Regions from separate parts of the Siniperca chuatsi genome. Here region 1 is linked to region 2. Evidence: chromatin contacts called from public Hi-C data. All regions are on one chromosome and are shown on one strand. The core of a region is the stretch at or near the end of the contact, and the rest is flanking DNA. Distances in the headings are between cores, read along the strand shown.

Region 1 (7,087 bases), core at 2,475-4,974, 47 kb before region 2:
TTTTTTTAAATGAATTTATCTCTGTTATCCTGCTTGGATTAGTCTATTTGGTTTATTTCCCAGGAGATCCAGTTATTCTGACAAGGGGGAACCAAAATTTTAGTTCCTTACCCAAGGGTGACACTGACATGAGGCGCAACAAAGACAGGATGTCTACGACCACCAACAGAATCTCCTTCTCTGATGTGAGATAACAGACCTTATACTTAGTTAATTGTTTTTGTATTTATAATATTACTTCTACATAATGTTGCATAAATCATAAAAGAGACCATTTTCCACTTTAGGTTAATTTCTGACCTTTGCACACATGTTCCTATAGACTTTGGAGTTGGTTTGGATGGAGTTTGTTATGTTAAAAGATCCTACAATGTCATATTTCATGCTGACTATGTTCCTCCCTGTAGCTAAACCACACAGAGTGTCCAGTGCATGTGCCCGGGCCTGACCTGATGACCAAAAGCCATGTACAGTTCAGCCCACCCTACCTGTCAGGCCTGTACTATACAACCACGACCAAAGAACACTACAGCAAACAGGACAGAGAGCGAGCTAGACCAGTCATCCAGCTGCCAAGCAACATACTGAGTGGACCAGGTGATGGTTTGGTCATGTTTGTGTGTTTAAAGGGGGGTGCATGTAGATATTAAATGTGTTAAATCTGCTTGGCAGAACATGGGCTGAGCCTCAGCACCACCAAGTCTGATTACCTCCCTTTGAAGACCTGCAGACAGATACCTTGTCTGTCACAGCAGAGGGTGAGAGATCATTAACTTAAATTAAAAAAATGGCCTACTTACCTGTATAATTTATTGGCAACTGTAGTAGCAGCAGTAGTTGTTGTCATAGTAGCAGCAAATAATAATATGGTAATAGCATTGTCTGACTCTCTTTCTTTTAATCAAATAGACCAGCAGCAAATAATAATATGGTAATAGCATTGTCTGACTCTCTTTCTTTTAATCAAATAGACCAACATCAGGTTTCCACTGGACCATCAGCACTTCAGCACCACCCACAGTGAAGACTACACCGCCAAACCTTTTATCTTGCAGCGTCCTGGCTGCAGCCAGTTATTCTCTCATTTTGTCATCAAGTGACTGAGAAACACAATTTGGTCACTTACTCTTGTGTTCTTGCCCAGCTCCTGATAAAAGATATAGTCAAATCAAGAGCCAAGAATAGTTTTGCTGAAATGTTTACAGATATGTTTCAAATATACAGTATATTCCACATATTTGTCATGTGATTTTGTAGTTTGTGTTTCTCAAGATGCTGCTGAGATTTGTCAATTAGTATTAATAATAGTAAACTCAGAATTGCACTTTTCAGAATGGGAACACGTACAATTGCTGTACAGACAGTAAAACATACAATATACAGCTTAACACTGAAGGTCAGACATAATTTAATACTTCAAAGATCAAGTTGTGCTCAAAAGGCAGCTGTTCTAAATTTTTAATTCAAATATATTGTCTCACCATAAAAGTTTCCAAATGATGCAAAGAAATCAGTCGTATTGGTGACATTTAGCTGTTGTAGGGCTTCTAGACCACCAAAATCAATTGAAAATGTTCCTTTGAAAAAGGGAGTAAAAGGGATATGAAAATGTGTGACTATCACTGGAATTAAAGAGGTTTCGAAAAGCACTAAGCCCAGCCTTAAAAAACGTTTTTAATAAGTGACTTAAATGAGACTGTGTTCACACAGTATTTTTTTTGTGTGTGTGTATAAACAACTCCTGGTTGAGTTAAATGTTTCATACATTTCCCAGAATTATTTTCAGCAACTCCAAGAAGAGAGGTGGGATGTTCTATTCCAGTGGTTCTCAATCTTTTTCTGTCACGTCCCCCTCCAGAAGCCAAAAAACGTTCATGCCTCCCCAGCAAAAGTGATTCATTTTTATCAATCGCTAACAAATACGGTGATTGAAGTAAACAAAAGATTCATGTTAGTAAGATAGCCTTGCTAGCATCAGAGTGCTTTTGTTTGTTTATGTCACCACATGATTCATATATTCATGAAACTTTAGGTCCACCCAACATCCACGCCCACCCTGCAGTGGCTCTGTGCCCCCCAGCTATTCTATACATGCAGAACCTTAACCCAGATCTTGAGCTCATTAGAACTGGCAGTTCCTTTAAATTTGGAGCATGCATCCAACTAAAACCACTCTGTCACATCATCCTTCGGTGTTGTGTGTTTCAATGAACTGCATAAGAATGCTCATAATCTTACTGGGATGGTAAATAAATATAGATCAGTACAGGGCCCATCAGAGTGTGAAATGTTGAAGCAGTGTGCAAGTGCAGCTTTAGCAGTTAGGTGGCTTAAACATGAACCTTAACCTTGCCTGTCATATTTAGACCAGGGAGGGAAGCAGCCTTGGGCTTAACTGTCCTACTTCCACCCTGTTTACACTGTCAACGCTAGCTGCTAAGTGGAAGGTTAGCAGAAAGATTCTCTTCCCCTCCTTCAAGCATGAGTGACCACAAAACTCTGTAAAAACAATCTATGTTGTAGCAATAACACAGCCTTGACCCTGCTGCAGGCTCCGCAGATGTAAATAAAATGAATGTGGAGTTCATCAACCTGGTGAAAAGGCAGCAGTTCAGGTATGGGCTGGAATGTTAGCTGGCCAACAAGCCCAGGTTCAGGTCCAAGGGGTACAGCTGCAAGAACATGATTTAATACTAAATTCAACTCCAGAATAAACTGTTTGATTTGCCCTGTCTGTTGTGCCAAGAGACATGCCAAATACAGTTCAATCTTAAGTCAGACATGTTCATTTAAGACCATGGAATGTATGGAACATTCATAAAAATGTACATGATAGCCTTTTTGTGCACCTGGTCATTTAAAAACAATCTACATTAATGAGTGAGCAGCTCCTGCTCAAGGGCACGCCTCTGGATCACACCTATGACTTTGCTTATTTGAATGATACTGTTTCAGTGATACTGAATGATACTGATTCTGTCCCAGCAGAATTATTAACTACAACAGCACTGTAGGATATTATAGTGATGCAATCTGATAAGAAATGCCACAAAGGGAGTTTAATGCTTACTGAATTCTGATTTAGATACCTGCTTCAGTCATGTCCCAAACTTAAGTTTAAGTAAACATGTGACATGAACTCTTTCAAATGCTTAGTCACATGACTCAAAAAACCCAAACAGAGAGGTGATTCAGAATTATCTCCTAAAATGTATTTTATATTACTTTTTTTCGATTTTCATTTTAGTCTAATTATTATTTTTTTCCCCCACGTTTTTTTGTTGTGAAATACTGTTTTTACACGATTCAAGTATGTCGTCATACTTTTTGTATGTATATTTATAAGAAAGAAAGGTGATTTAATAGGTATTGACCATTTTTAATTGAAAAAAACACACTGCCTTCAAAATAAAAGCCTAAGTTAAACAGCAAAATTCGAGCCAACGGTCAAATTCAAATATTGTATCCGCCGTTGTATCGGTGATTTCGATAACATCCTTTCTCAATGGCTCACTTTTTTGAGACTCTGCTCACACACAGATCTACATGTAAACGATAAAAAAAACCCCGAAAGGGTGAAATACGGTACACACGGTTTACATTTGAAAGGAAAAGGCCGGAAAATCACCTTGTTATTCTGCGTCACTTGACGTTCTGTCAATCCACGCGATCCTCCTCCTCCGTGTTAAAGTGGGCGGCCGTTACTCGCATGCGCTTTTTATCATTGGTGTGAGACAGATAGTCGCTGTGTTTCTGGGCAGTTAAACCTGCCACCGTTTTTAAAGGCTGGACTCCCATTGAAGTTCGGCTTTTCTGTCGGTAACTTCGCCTTTGAGAGGACCGCGTTGCTACTGTCTGCCGGTGAGTTTAAGACTTTTAAACGTCCGCTCAACGTTCACTGCTGTATTTATAAAACGTAGTCCCGGTTCTCAATCCTGATTGGCTGAGACCCGTTCATAAAATTCAGGATAAACACGCACCGGCCGCATAACGGAAAATGAGAATATTTTAGACCGAAAATAATCACCGAGCACTGTTTTAACAGAACTACTACATGACAGTCAGGTGTTATATTGTTGACTGAAAGTAGAATTTCAGTTATTTGACCTATGTGTGTATGAGTTTGGTGCGCAGAACAAATATTCATACTACTCATACCGAATTTGTTTAATTATTAAAGTTAAACAAAAAAAGTTTAGTATACACTGTCATTCTTTATTAACCGCTTTAATTAGTTATGTTCAAGATCCAACCAACGAGAAAAATGGGACATTTTAACATAATATGTTATTAAACATTTCTAAAACGTGTCTAAAAACAGAAACTGACTACACAGCAGTAGCTGGGACCCTAATCAGAACCACCCAACCCCACCCTGAAAATAAGATCTCTAAAAGAAAATAGCAAAAATTACATTATGTTCTGTATAATGGAAAGTGCACATTTAAAAGCAGTTAAAAACTTTGCATAATATTATTTAAAAAGTGAATACAGGACTTCACATGTGTAATTTGTTTGTTATGGGGTCCCCTGGTGTCCACAGGAGCCCTAAAATCATTTATGCCTTCAGCTGGCTCTGGCTATTTGCAGTGTGGTTTTCACAGCACCTGAAAACTAATTCCACACATTCCTATACATCGTGGGTATTTGTTAGTGTTTAGCCCTCAACCTTTTTCAAATGGTGTGTTTTTATTTACTGTTTAACTGTCTTCACTCACAGGAATGACGTTGAGCTCCGTAAAGTCTTTCAAGCTGGAGCTGGATGGTCCGGCTGATGCAGCGTTCATCGGAGGGGAGGTGGTGTCTGGCCAGGTGGTGCTGGAGCTCCGGAGGGACACCAGAGTGCACTTCATGAAGGTGCAGGGAAGAGGGGTGGCCACAGCACACTGGCTGGAGAACCGTGGCATGAACTCTGTCTATAACGACTACACCTCCAAGATCACGTACTTCAGGAAGAGACAGCATCTGATTCGAGGTCAGTGGTGAAAGCTGCAGACGGTTAATATTCACTGAGTTTATTTATATTTATTGTGTTTATTTTTCAGACTGGCTGTAGAATAACCACAAGTAAAGCGCAGCTAAATTACAGCTGCAGCTGGTGAGGTGGCTTCTAACAAGTAACCGACTAGCAGAGTTTTTTTTTCCTATTTTAAATGTACAATTTGATTTGTTTTCATGGTTTTGTTGTTGAAATACACAATGATTCTGGATAATAAAATCTCCATATAATGTCTTCAAGTAAAATGTCATTCATTTTTCAACATAGACCTTGTTAGATATAGATTAGCAAAATAAATGCATTTTAATAATAGCGCTTGTCCAGTGAAGACAGCCAAACAGGACCGGTCAAAGAGTTCAGTTTTAATGCTCTAACTGAACTTACGGTAGTCCAAAGGTGACTAGAAGGAAACCGCTGACTATGGTTATTTGAAAATGCAGAACAGTTCCTTCACTTACAATTTTATATAATTTGTGCTGACCTTGTTGTAGTTTTTGTATTTTCTTTTGTCCCCTATTGTACCAGTATAATATTCTTGTAAGAAATCATCCATCATTTGAAGCTTTGCTGTGATATACATAGTAACTGTAATTCAGCATGTATTGCAACTGGTGAATGTAAAACTGCTGATTTGCTCGGTCATGTGCCAACTGGTAGCCTCTGTGTCTTGTAGTTGCTGCAGTTTGCAAAATTAAGCCACCTGGGCCAAATGTGTTGCATGGAAACCTGGGAGAGAAGTCGACACTGGCTCATCCAGATACATCTGCCAGATAACATAATCTTAACATTAAACACAAATCCATTAGTGCTGAGTTCAAATAAACACAACTACATTTACTCAGTGCTATGTTGTACAGGACATAATAAAGTATGAAATTCCCCCAGTGTGGAAGGCACCAGGCATCTTAAAATCAGAGAGGCAGAGAATATAGGACATAGTAGCTGAGTAAATGAACTGTAGACAGGTCAGTGTTTTATTGGATGCTCTGTAAACAGTATATTTGGTCTGACTCCCCAGTCTGGTCGGACAGGTATATAGGAATGGACTCCAGATACAGAGTCTCAGATAAGAGCTGAATGTGTGTTGTTGTTGCTTTAGCAGAAGATATTCAGCCGAAAAAGGTGCAGAGTAGTTGAATGTAGAATGTCATTTCCATTTTCATTTGCTGCTGCAACAGCTGCATCGTGTAAACACTGTGGTTAAAGGTGCACTAGGCAGGTGTGTTAATATGAAGCCTACATTTCAGACTGTGACTACAAAACACATCACCCATTAACTAAGATGCTGTACTAATGGGCTGCAACTAACAAATATTTCAATTATCGATTATCCATCAGTTGTTTTGTATCAATTTAGTATAAAATATTACAAATGTAATTTACCAGTTGCCATCAGTTACCAGAGCTGAAACTGTTTCAAACTGTTAATTTACTCAGACCAGCTGCAAACCCCTAATGATATGAGATGCAGGAAAGTAAGCAAAAAAATATTTTAAAAAATCTGTAAAAAGAAAATGTTTAGTGTTTTTACTCTGTGAATTACAAGCAGTTAACCGTTTATCAATATTATAATACATTTTATGTCAGAAATGACAAAAATCTAAATCAAAACTGAAATAAAAACAGGGAATTCTGGATCACCATCCAGCTGCATTCAAAAGCATTTCATTCAACAACAGGCCTGTTTCTTTTGCATCTCCTGTCCCTTTGAAATAAAGCATAGGGGAGGGCAATATTACATTATCTACACCATAAGATGATATCAATTTGTCATCCGTCAGAAATGTTGCTATAGCATTTATACCCTGGTATCTCTCCCTTTAAATATTTCTGGGTGTATTAGGCCATTGTGAGCAAAGTTGCCATCACTGTGATGAAGTACTTTAATTAGACAAAAACAGACATTTCTGTCTGGGTTATTTTATCCATTAACAATTTCTCAACTCCAGAACATGTATTATATATACAATATATAATCACATATACTGTGATAAAGGATTGTATCCATATCGCCCATCCCTAATAAAAGTATGACAAAATGATGTGAGATATATATATATATATATATATATATGAATAAAATTGACT
Region 2 (7,280 bases), core at 864-3,363:
TATACACAGATAAGTTTATATGACTCTGGGGCGATTGGTTAAATCTGAAACTGTTAATCAAGCTAAATGATTGTGCACCCAGAGAAATAAGAACAATGTCAACTTTCAACACACTGATTTCCCTATGTGACCTTTTGAACTGAGTAAAACTTGTATTGCAAGTTCTCTCAACCTACCTCCTGCCTGTGTGTTTTATGCAGGTGGAGATAAAATCAGCTTCACATGCACCCATGCCGCTGCCAGATGCACACTCCAAAACACACGAACCTAATGTGATGCACATTGCGCATGATGAGAGGAGAAAAGCGTTCCCTGAGTTTCCTGTGTTCCTCGGTTCTGAGCATGTGACTCATCAACTACTGTGGAACACCCCTCTCCCCCTGCTGTCTCTATGCTGTATATAGACTTGAACTGTGAATGAAAACATGCTGACTTCTGCCTTTTGTTTGTTTTCTGCACTTTACTGATCTTTGTGATTTGTATGGGTATGTGTGACTTTTTTTCTGCATGACACAAATAGATGTGTGTGTGAGAGAAAAATAGCAGTCAGGAAAATGTTGATTTACTATTGGAGTTACAGATACTAATGAATCAGATATCATTTGTTTCTATTTACATTTATTAGGCTAAAGTTTTGCCAAAAAAGCAGTCCTGCTAAAAATTGCATTATTGGGTTAATATGTGGTTGCAGGGACAACAAAATATAGGGAGAGGGAATGGAAATTTACACAAACACCCCTGAAATTCATTTGTCATTGTTTATCTACCCTTGCATCAGAACACTGGCTCTACCAACTTAGGTCATAGCAGTAGAAGTGCCTAGTCATACCAGAAAGCAGCACAACAAAATTCAGTCACGCTGGAACCTTGATGGCATAGTGACCGTTCTCTCCTTTTCAATTAATTGATTTCAGTCAGAAATTAAAATCTTATAAACCAACCCTTCAATCCTGTGTAAATACATAGCAAAAATGAATGTCGATAGCAGCCACCTGATTCACTCTGTGATGCTGGGAATTAAATAAATTAAGTTCAAAAGAGTTTGTAAAACCGGATTAAAAATTAATTTTTATTACGCCAATATCGTGTACTGAAGATGTACTTGTTGAACTTAATCCTCGCTTGTGCAAATACCTAAAAAGTGCATGCTGTGTATTTTTACAGTGTGAGAGCATCTGTGCTAATTTGAGGAAGTTTTCTCACATTTTCCCTTATAAACTCCAGAAAGGGAGTCAAGCTAAAAGTGTCCTTGAACGAGTGGGAACTTAATGGGAAGTTGGCTCACTAAAATACCTCACAGCTCCCCAACAACAGGAAAAGGCCTTGTAAACTTGGACCACTCTGGCTAAACTTTGTGTTTGCTCTCAGAGAAACACATTCTCGCACTGTGACTTAAATCAATCTTATTGCACCACCACCAACAACAACACCAACCCCACTAAAGATTGGGAAAGTTCTTTAACAGGAAAGAAAACCTAACTCTGTATTTGTGTGACAATGTTTAACTGTTTGAAGAGATCATCTTCTTGTCTAAACACAGAGAAAGAGATCAGATTTTCTCATCCTGTTTCAAAGGCCTGGTCATAAACAGTTTTACATACTATGTTCTGCCACTGTATATATGCAGCTATAAGATAGTTAGAGCCAGGGGACAGAGGAGGACGTGTGTGTGTGTATGTATGTGTTTGTGTGAGACTATGGTTGTTTTTCTCTCTTTGTGGGTACCAGTTTGAGTTTTAGACCTCCAGAGTGAGAGCATTTTTGTGAACTGATGTTGTTTTGGACAGTCTTTACTTCTACAAAAGGGAATTATAGTATGAAGACTTGGGTCTTCAAGTGGTTTAAGAGATTAGAAATGGGAGTAGAAGACTAAATCTAGGAGTAAGACTGGAATTATGATGTTTACATTAGGCATAAAGTGTTGAATCTTTCTTTAAATGCTGTATATACCATGTATGAATGAAAATCATCAATCTAAGCAGCTGCAATTAAATAATCCAACTTCTAATCAAAAACTTGAATGGTCTTTAGGCAAAAATGCACTGTAGTCCATCCTAGGTCAGAGAATGATGTTAAGTTGAGGGTCAGATATGACAGAGTGAATACAGACAATGGCAGGCCCGTCATAAGTACACTAATCTTGATGTGTGTGTGTGTGTGTGTGCACATATGGGAGGAAGAAGTAGGAGGAAGAGGGAGGCGGGGTTGATGTAGCTCCCAGCACTGGCTCACGCCGGTTTGCGCTGCTTCTCACTGGCCCAGTCTCACAGCAAGGTTGCGAGGTTAGCAGACAGGCGGATGGATTTGGGGTGGGCAGGCGGGTTAGAGAGGGGGGTCATTTAGCGCCTCGTCTGCCCTTTGCAGCACTGAGGGCCTTAGCTGGGGGCACCCGCTGGCATGCTCGGCAGATATCTGCATGTGGAGAATGCATGCAGTGGCCATCACCCCTCCCTGTGTGAAGAATCGAGGCTAAGGTTATCAGGCGTGTCATATGGATACTGGTTTATGCATCACACTATAGACACATACATGTACACAGACACACACGCACACACATATGCAACACAGGCATATAAAGACAGTTCTCATGTTTAAAAACACACATGCACTGCATGATTATTGTCACCATGTGGTAATTTTTAAAGGACTTCCCTTTACGTTTAGATTTAAACTAAATTTACACAACACAGAAGAAGATCTGAAAGTTAAATGATTGTGACTTCTGATGAGTCAAGATCAGTAACAGCAAAACTATTACGACATCAAGCAACACATACTGCATAGATGAGACAAATAAAACTATCCTGATCCCTGTTTTTGGCACAAATTTAACCTCAAAAATTACCCAACTTACTCCATTATAGACCTTTTCGCAAGTACTGTATATAAGAGTGTATAACAGATGTATGTAATCGATAATCAATAGAATAAGACAGTGATTATTTACAGAGAAGCTCAACATATGCAATGTTTATTTTTCATGTGTGCATGTGCACTTGTTGCAGTGAGTTGAACTGACTGAGAGATGTGTCACTTGCATAGCTGTTTAACTCAACAGCAGCAGAGTTACTGCTGTGTTTGGTCACTTTTAGAGGAAAGAAGCACAGCTGAGCTTTATTAGAGCCGGGCAGAGTGTGTTTGTTCACACTGTTCTTTGGGACTGCAGGAGAATCCTGTGTATATCCAATAGTTTGTTTGGTTTAATTAATGCCTGGAGCGTTTAATTCTTCTGTTCATTTGTTTGTTAGAAAAAGGATATTTGAACTCTGGTGACACCACATAACAGCATAGAGATGCCTGAAAATGTCACTGACCAATGAATGGTAAACACTCATGCTCATATTAACCTATTTTTTCAAGGGTTCTTCCCAGAGAGGAAAACCTTGGATGTCCATTGTGCTGAGTTTAAGTTACAGCATTTGTTTTGACTCCCTCTTCCTGCCTAAATTTCTGTCTCTGTCTTGGCAGGACAATTGGTTTTCTGTCCAACAAACAGGCTGCTTGTGAGTTCTGAAGGCTTTAGTTTACAAGCTCTGGTTCACTTGTAATTGTGCAGCTTAAACAAGCCAAAAACAAAAATGCAACAAAGAGATTCGCATTATGGTTCTGGTTGACAAAAACCAGGTGCAGGAGGTGTCACACCTTAAGGCTCCATTAAAATACAAACATAACATCTGTAATCTGATTGTAAGTGAGTGGCCTTATCAGTCTTTGGGAACAGAGGTCAGAGGTTCAACTTTAAAGGTTGGTGACTCTTTCTGTTATTATAATTTTTGAAATTTGCCACGTAAAATGAATATTTTGCTAGACTTATCTTGTTGTTAAAAAAGTCCCTTGGTAGTGAATTTACAGGGTATTTACATATTCTGCAGGCCTTCTTCCTGTCACTTTCAATACATATATCTGTATAGCCATTCACTGTAAAGAGAAGGGCCATGTCTTCAGCAAGTTGTTTAAGGAATCAATAAAATGCAGCTGGAGAGTTATGCAATGGAAAAACTAAGTAGTACTGCCTCGCCTCTGTCCAGGTGGAACTGATTTTCAGCTGTGGCAGATGGAGAAATTTTGCCCAAGTATGCTTTACTTGGATTATAACGCATGTTTTTCCAGTCACTGAGGTGGTGAGGATTTGGATTTGGAGAGGAGACATATTTATCCACTGAGGGAGAGAGTTCATTGTACTGTAAGCATCATGGTGAGTTTGGGGTTTTGAACTACCAACTTGCAAACTTGCTTCTCAAGCTTAGTCTGACTCATAGCCTATTACAAGTGCTATGTGACACATTTGGAATTCAATTAATCTTAACCACATACATTTTGAAACACTTGTAGTATTACCATGAACAAAAAAGACCACCACTGAGGAACTTAACAGCCTCAAGAGCCCTCAACCAAAGGGTGCTGTACTTTCTGCAGGTTTACAGAGTTTTAGGTGATCGCAAATAGTGGAAGGAGTGTATGTGTTCGTCCTATAAAGGAGGAAAATTAGGGACAGAGAATAATGGGGCCAGGGGCGTAGCACTGGGGGGACAAAGGGGACTGTGAGGAGGGCCCACAAAGATACTAAAATGAATAGCCGTGGATGCGGGAAGGGGCCCATAGAGAATGCCTAGGGTCCAGAATTTTGTGCTCAGCCCCTGAATGGGTCTTTTGGGAAATGTGGTTAGCAATACTGTTGGTGTGAGGTAGAGGTGACCAGTGAGGTTTAGTTTCTTTATTAAAATTATAACAAGGTAAATTATAACAAGGTATCATAAGGTACAGAATTTGTTTCTAATGCTTTAGATAGCACCTTTATGTTTTGTGAATGAAATGTACACACTGGACTTCTTTGCCAGAAGCATTTAGGAAGAGAGTTCTGCGGTTTTGTCAGTGACAGTAAAAAGATGATCTCACTTCATTTAGGACAGCAGCTCTGCTCCAGCAGTATACAGCTGCCTTTGGTCATGCATTATAAAATCTGTGAGTCAGCACAGAACAGTCACTATCTCACACTGCAGTGGATTGATGACTACCCTGCATGTAGTGAGGCTCCTGGCAGGAGGAGTTATGGGGTGAGGTCAGAGGTCAGGAGTCTGACCTCCAGCACTGCCTCCTCCACGGCTTCAGACATGCAATGAAGGCATTCACCCTGCTGGGCTGGAGACCCACAAACAGGATCTAGCTGGGGCCCCTTGTCACGTTTAAGACCCAAAGAGGTATAATTATCCAATATTCCCCCAAAAAAGCAAAGATTAGAGAAAAGTTAAAATATATATATATTTTATTTTATTATTTTATTTTTTTTTACTTTTCTACACAAATTTTCTACACAAGTTTGCTACACAAATTTATATATATAATTATAAATTTGTGTGGCAAACTCTACTACTCGACTCTTTGAAGGGGACTCAACTCCCTAGGTTGAGAACCACTGGACTAAACTACCTAACTGTATATAAAGTAGTTCAAACTAGCTCCACCTAAACCAGCTACAACAGTAAAATGCTTATGCATTGACACATCTGTATTAACAATCTAATAGTGTCACATATGATAGTTAGTCCGTCACAGAGGCCATTTTTGCATAATGAGTACTTTTACTTTTGATAAATTAAGTATATTTGCTGACAATACTTCTGTACTTTTACTTAAGTAAGATTTCAAATGGAGGACTTTTACATGTAATGGAGTATTTTTATAGACTTGACTTAGACTTATTTTTTTAGTGTTGTATTGTTACTTAAGTAAAGGATCTGAATGCTTCTTCCACCTTCTCTATTGTCAATTGTTGTCACACAATAATAATTCATGCTACAACCAGTAAAAAACAACAACAATTCTGCGTTTTTGCTAGACCTCTTTTCAGGGAAGAATTGCCTCTGAAGCATCACAGGACACTGTAACTTTTTTTCAGCCTTTGAAAGAGGAATTTCATCACAAAGCAGATTATTTGAATGTGAATGAAAGGACTGACATGAAAAGTAATTAATACCTCCATCATATCTGAAATGGGCAACACTGGCTAATATAAGGCTATTATTTATCTAAAAAATAATCAAACTTGTTTACAGCATCTGTCTAACCCCAACCCCTAAAATGGGAACTGAAGCAGACTGTTGTGAATTGGCTGTGGTGCACAGTGATTCCATGTTTGCTCTGATGAGTGAGGATTACCGGGAATATATTCTATATTAATAGAACATGTGTGATCTCCAGTGAAGACAGCAGCCAGCATTAGCTGGTCCAGGAAAGTAAGTTTAGGGCTTGGCAGCTGGCTGAGTCCAGGAATAGTGTCAGTTCTCATGAGCTCTGTGACCGACAGCCAGCTTACATCAAGCTGAGCTCATCCCAGAGATGGAGAAACCACTGCCTCTGACCTCGCTGCCCCTCTGTTATCAAGGTTTTATAACAGCTCTGACCTACTAAAAAACAAGACCAAATGGCAGTACAACCATGAGGCTCTGGCACTCCTCACATACCTAATATTTCTTTATAGCGTTTTAACAACCAATCTTTTCTATATTCCTCCCATGATTAATTCCAAACCAACCAATACTTTTCCTTTTCTTTCTTGTGGGTTCTTTACACATCATTAAACCAACATGTTTGTGTCCCTTTTTTCCTGAGACCACTCCCAAAACCAGTCCTTGCTGCATATACAGTATTCCCTTTAATACATAATCATTGCACTCATCAGCTTCCTTTTCTCACCACCATCAACCAACGTACAAATCCATCATTTCAAATAAAATGTAAAATATTTTAGGCAAGGCTGCCAAGTCATTACGTTATGAAAAAATAAGTAGATTACGTGAAGACATAAATCACTCATCTTATGCAGTAGTACTGGAAGAAGATGCATATTCTTTAAAGTGTCCCCACTCCATTTCATCTTTATAGTATCCATATATAGATCTTCAACTTATATGCCTGATGAAACACCCACTGTAGCATGGAAACAAATTGTCCCAACAGAAGTATGTGTGGATGTTCACTAATGTCAAGCATGTCTGCCTGATAATCAGTACACCCAATTTGTCTCGCCTAGACCACCTCCTGATTTCTTATGTAATATGCAGGGGAACACCTGCCTGTCACTTTAAGTCCTGGATCATCCCAACATGACCAGCACTGCCCCTGCACTCACTCTGCTGTGGATCCTCTTACACTTGTGGGGAATGTGTATCCAAATTGTTCCTGGTGGCAACAAGCGCATGACAGAGCACTAAAAGAAAAGTTCAGCCAGTCTGAGTCAGAGGAAAGACGAGGAGGAGGGAAGTGAGGAGGGGTATATAGCC

The links. Hi-C and Micro-C count contacts between places; a contact is called where the count stands out from the background.
Region 1: a contact with region 2 is called in a Hi-C map of liver, with 2.6 times the contacts expected there. The contact joins the promoter of arrdc2 here to the enhancer-like site in region 2. A contact is called at or near these places in 3 of 3 Hi-C or Micro-C datasets (liver, skeletal muscle and an unstated tissue).

What each region holds. Positions count from the first base shown.
Region 1 is chrLG6:10,635,338-10,642,424 of ASM2008510v1, reverse strand. It overlaps arrdc2 (arrestin domain-containing protein 2), which reads left to right and starts at 3,724. Exons shown (of 8, transcript XM_044200455.1): 1 at 3,724-3,861; 2 at 4,721-4,975. The coding sequence starts at 4,723. It overlaps si:dkey-13m1.5, which reads left to right. Exons shown (of 8, transcript XM_044200447.1): 5 at 64-185; 6 at 408-597; 7 at 673-758; 8 at 972-1,233. The coding sequence ends at 1,100.
Region 2 is chrLG6:10,586,859-10,594,138 of ASM2008510v1, reverse strand. It overlaps LOC122878113 (a long non-coding RNA gene), which reads right to left. Exons shown (of 2, transcript XR_006378411.1): 1 at 7,130-7,280; 2 at 1-2,451. Among protein-coding and RNA genes, the nearest start is that of LOC122878113, 5.1 kb to the right of the region's middle. Within about 2 kb of position 2,113, the one cell type or tissue checked has an H3K27ac peak away from gene starts, as active enhancers do. A contact at or near this core is called in liver, where this site is marked.